Linked DNA regions of Mus musculus: region 2 is linked to region 1. The links are chromatin contacts, called in public HiChIP or PLAC-seq maps. All regions are on one chromosome and are shown on one strand. The core of a region is the stretch at or near the end of the contact, and the rest is flanking DNA. Distances in the headings are between cores, read along the strand shown.

Evidence for each region. HiChIP or PLAC-seq counts read pairs in DNA pulled down with a chosen protein or histone mark.
Region 2: a contact with region 1 is called in a CTCF HiChIP or PLAC-seq map of CD8 T cells, with 8 read pairs. The contact joins two enhancer-like sites. A contact is called at or near these places in 2 of 15 datasets of contacts at CTCF or cohesin (CD8 T cells and the NIH/3T3 cell line) and 2 of 484 Hi-C or Micro-C datasets (CD4 T cells and nephron progenitors).

Annotation. Positions count from the first base shown.
Region 1 is chr8:128,147,274-128,149,973 of GRCm38.p6, reverse strand. No RefSeq gene overlaps it. Among named protein-coding and RNA genes, the nearest start is that of Mir21c, 130 kb to the left of the region's middle. Within about 2 kb of position 1,398, at least 34 of the 459 cell types and tissues checked have an H3K27ac peak or open chromatin away from gene starts, as enhancers often do. A contact at or near this core is called in CD8 T cells, where this site is marked.
Region 2 is chr8:128,200,934-128,203,633 of GRCm38.p6, reverse strand. No RefSeq gene overlaps it. Among named protein-coding and RNA genes, the nearest start is that of Mir21c, 76 kb to the left of the region's middle. Within about 2 kb of position 1,348, at least 51 of the 459 cell types and tissues checked have an H3K27ac peak or open chromatin away from gene starts, as enhancers often do. A contact at or near this core is called in CD8 T cells, where this site is marked.

The sequences.
Region 1 (2,700 bases), core at 149-2,648:
ATCATTGTCTCGAAGCTCAGAGTGCTGCAGTACCCTTGTTTTTGGGGGGACATAGCACTGTGGGAGTGGGATCATCTCATTGACTCTCCTTACTAATCCCCCAAATTTCACTAGTCCCTGTGGCTGACGTTGTACAGCTGTCCCTCTAGAAAATGTTGTAGGAGATATTCAAATAGGCTCAGAATAAAATGGCTAATCAAAACTTACTCCAACATGACACAGCCACCACTTTGTTATAATGGAATCTGAAACTTCAGAGACAGCTCAAGTATCTAAGAAAAAAATCAGGCTGACACTTTTTAAAAGACTTAATGATCATATAGATTCAAAAATTTCAAGTCTTATAGTAAAGATTGTAAGATCCAAACAAGCAGATACATGAATTACAGGAATGTATATCAGACCCCTTCATAGATTCTTCAAAATGAACATAACAGAAAATTGGATATGAAAGTCCAAATGGAGGAAAAAGACGTCAAGAAGACTGAAAAGGGACCAAACAGAAATACTTAAAACAAAGAATGGGTGCATGAAATAAAACTGCAGTAAATAATATCACTAAGAAACAAGACCATGCAAAAGAGTGAATTCCAAGGATGGAGGACAAAGACAAAGAAGTAATTTAAACAGACATATACAAGGGGAAAAACAGAAAGGAACACAAAAATATTTACAAAAAAAAATCTAAGATGCACTCAAGAGGTTGAACCTGAGAATTCATGGTGTAGAAGAAAGAATCACATAGAATACACAGACCAGCTAATGTAATTACAGCAGAATACCCCCAAAACTTAGGGAAACAAGGAATTGTCCAAACACAAGAGGTAAACAGAACTCCAAGTATCCATGACCAGAGAAGTTCTCCTTGACACAGCACAACCAGGGTGTCAACAAGACAAAGCAAAACTCAACCAACCAACCAAATAAACAAGAGAGAGAGAGAGAGAGAGAGAGAGAGAGAGAGAGAGAGAGAGAGAGAAGACAGATAGACAAAAAGTAAATGTCATAGTTACTTTTCTATTGTTGGGCTCATTTTGAGATTGTGATTTTAGAGAGAGAAGAGTACATCACCATTGTGGTAAAGGAGTATGGCAGCCAGCAAAGCATGGAGCTGGAGCTGGAGCTGGAGCTGGAGCTGGAGCTGGAGCTGGAGCTGGAGCTGGAGCTGGGGCTGGAGATCTTGATCTATAAGCAGGAAGGAGAGAGTACAGTAGGAGTAGCATGTGGCTTTTGAAACCTCAAAACCCTTGACAAACTTCCTCTAGCCAGTCATACATCATAAACCCTCCCAACCACCTCCACAAACTAGGGACTAAGTATCCAAATGCTTAAGACTATGGGGGATAAGAGGCATTTCACTCAAACTACACAATCTAAAAGTCAGCCTAAGAGAAGTATCAGGTCTGTTCCTGTGTAGTCAGCCTGGGGTGTGTTATGCGGAGGCAGCACTTCCTCTTGGCTTTACATCTATCTCTCTTGGTTCATTTTTCTCACTCAATACCCATTTCCGCTCCCGTGTTTCTATAAGTAAAACAACAAAAGAATCTCAGGAAGTTCTAGGGCTAGTAATCTACTTAACATATCAAATAAATTCTGCCCAGGATCTTAGGATATATTTCCATAATAAAAATGGTTTAAAAAATTTTCCATGTCAAAATGACAATTTATTTACAATTATTAAGTCTGAGTTAGTCATTAGCCCTGTACTTTTAATCAGGGTGTATATTTATTTTAATTGGGATTGTAAGTCCAGGACAGACATGGGTTTTCTGATCTTCATTTGACTAGAAAGAAAAACCTCCCAGATTTTTATTTCTTAAAATTAAAACAAAAATGATAATTGACAGAAGATGTGACATTAGAATTTCCTAAGACGTTGTGGACAGAAACGTCTGTCTCTAATCACAGGGGCTGGAGAGGGATGAAAATTTCAGTCAGTTGATATTTTCCCTTTCATTATTTATGATCTAAGCTAGTTCGTCTTCCTCCCTTTCATTATTTACATGACATCTAATGGCTGGTCTGATTGACTTTAAACATTTGTGGTGGTTGCTTCTGGCTGGATTTAGCAGAACCGGTGTCTTCCACAGTCCCGCTTCATCTTCATCGGCAGGACCTTTATGTTTAAAAGGGAATAGCATTTCAAAACGTGTTTTCCAACAGACTGTAGTGGCTCACACCTGTAATTTCAGTACTCAGAAGGGTGTGGCAAGAGGAGAACTTGGACCAGGATACTTGGACTATATATTCAGTTTTGAGCTAGACTTGATTACAGAGGGAGACTGTGCTTTGAAAAAATTTTAAGTCAATTTCTATTTTCTCCAGCTTGATTCTCTGCTTATGCCCGTGAAATCATGTGAATAAGATCATTCACCACTAGCAACAATAGTTTCTAGATGGTGATATGTATATACAATTGTGTGTATATATTTGTAATATATAGAACATATGTAATATTATATATCTGTGATGTATGTAAATATATATATATATATATATATATATATATATACATATATATATACACACACACATATACAATTTTATCATGTTGTTGTGCCTAAGTGAGTATGCATGTGCACCACACACATATAGTTGCCTGCGGAGGTAAGAAGAGGTCTTAGACTCCTGGGTGTTAGGTACTGAACCTGGGTACTCTGAAAGAGCAGCAAATGCTCTTACCTCTGAGATATCACTCCA
Region 2 (2,700 bases), core at 99-2,598, 54 kb before region 1:
ACTTCATAGAGAAATGTACCAAAAATCTTCTGGTGGTGTGCTTGGAGGACTCTTGCCACTTCTGTGGACTCAGGTTGATTGGCAGAGTGATGTCAGCTGATACAGACTCAGGTGGAGTATTGCTAAGTGAGACTAAGGTGCTGACACAAGGCACATGATGAGGCAAGACCTGTGCAGGACATATATAATTTGAAGGGAGTATAAGTAGTACTCCTCAGACAGTGATTGAGGCCGGGCTTGGCTGGGCTTGCTTTATAGAGCTATCTGTGCAGCACTTCACTTCATCAAGAGGCACAGCTGAGAACTGCTCCTGATGTTCCTGCTAGTCCAAATCCCTCCTACCTGGCTGTTCCTGCTAGGTTGTGCCACCTGCTGCTATCCCAACACAACTAAAGAACCATCATTAAAAGTAGACCACTGTTTTATACAATGTAGAGTAACTTAGAGTAGGGTAACACATGATCACTATGTATTGTCTATCAGACAAGATCTCATGTAGCCCAAGCTGGCTTTGAATTTGCTATATAGCCAAGGCTGACTCTAAGATTCAGCACACCAAATTTATGCAGTGCTGGACCTCAAGACTTCAGGGACTGAAGCCACATCCTTGCCCCCAATCTCTCTCTTCCTTTGAGTATACACATGCAAATTCCTTGATACCATGAGGATGATTTTTACTGGATCAGTCTAGACAAGGCCCCTCAACTATGATGAAGTAGGAAGATAGTATAGGGAGAAGAGAGCAAGATCATAGGTCATATAACTGGCATATAGTTGGCTGTTAGGTTGAGTATCAGTTTCTAGAAGGTCGTGCTCATGCTTTGGCTTGGGTCAGGAAGTTGGATGCTAACTGAGCCGCAGGAAGAACAGCTAGGCAGGCCCATCTCTGTATTGAGAGCCATGACCACAGGAACTGATGCAATGAAGATGTTGGTTTTGCCATCTAGAAGGCTCACAATTTGGGATGCTTTTCAAACTTCTGGGTAAGCATGACAATGCAAATCTGAAGCAAGACAAGAATGTGGGCACTCAGCAACTGAGAGCTTTGTAAGCAGGTTCCCAGATCCTAGCTGCACTTAAGTTGAGTCTGAGCCCCTGGGCAACTTCCTGAGAAAGCTAGAAAGCATAAAAATAGCTTCAAAGTGCACAGCAGCCAAACATGCCTGCTTCTTAGCTTCACTGAGATCTTTATCTATAGATCTACATCAGATCTTCAGAGATCTGATCTGTAGGTTGGCAGGGAGGAGAAACAGGAATGTGGAGGCAGTAAATCCCATGAGCTAGTAACATGGGCACCTCCACCACCTGCCAGCTCGGGATAGTTCACAGATGAGGAAGTTGCAGCTACAGGAGAGTTGATTCACAGGAAGAGAAAGCTCTGGTGTTCCAGAACTATAAGTCTGCGCCCCCATAGAGATAGATACTGAAATAGGGTATTTTCTGAAAGAACATGAACATGATGAATAAGTCACTGGCTATCCTTATGCCCTGATGTAGTCTTTGGATTTTTTTAGTTCTAAAGAAGAAACACAAGAGACCAAGATGTGTTCTGCAGGTTACCTGGTGATATTTTCATGGGTGGAAGGAATAATTCATGAAGCCTGTCCCCATCTCATTATGGAACATGTTTTACTCATTTACTTAATTTACTGAAGATTTTAATATCACATGGCTGCCAGAAGGACATGGAAACATTTAGAAGCAGGACTCAGGGCATTAACTTCAAACGCCCACTCCTCAACCTTCTGCCAAGAAATAACAAAATATTTGTCTCTGAGATAGTTAACCTCCCTTCCATACGCAATCTACAACACATTACCTTGGCAGGCTCTGCTCTGTCCCCCTTCTCCCCCACAGGGGATGGGAATCGTTTTACTTAGGTTTCCAACTTTTCCCACGAAGATGAGAAACACCAGGAACACACAGCATTTTCCAACAAATTAGTTTGTCCTGAGATCATTTTTCATCTAATTTAAGGGTAAATGTCACAGATGTGTTTCACTGTATTGGAACTAAGGAAGTGAAGTTCCAAATGCAGTCAAGAAATACAATGTCCCTGTGGGCACAGTCAGGGTTTTTATCTACACAGGACCCTACTCCTGTCCCCCAGAGTCAACAGACACTTTTGAGTGTGACCCTCCTCTAGAGGGTGTGGCATCTTTTAAAATTTTTCTTCACTCCAAGGACTCTGGATATATTAGGTCCAAAATCAACTGTTGGCTTTCTGATACATTTTGCCCAACACAAAGTTGCTCAATGTGCCAATCACCAGTGGGGAATGATTATTTATTCCTCAGCAATATGCTTTGAAGAACAGTGGGATGTGGCTCCAGAGAAATAACACATTTTTCTCTGTTTTTCAAATAGTTCATGAAAAATACTGATGTGAAGTACCAATTACCCCCCCCCCATGAATTGGGCTGGAAGTCTTATTGTATGCTTTAAAAAATCACTTACAATTTGCTCATCCCCTTTTAATTCCACAGCAAAAAGGATGCATTTTTCTTGCTCTAAAGATTAAAGTTCGGTCTGTCTTCCTATTTGGTACAAGGGACTCTCTGACACACTGTATTCTCACATCCCCCCATATATCATTATGGGCTGTAAACTGTAAAAGATTGATGTCTACCAGAAGGACCTCCAGAGGTTGCATTCTAGTTAAAATAACAAAATACTCCCTGTTCTCTGGATGTGTCTGAA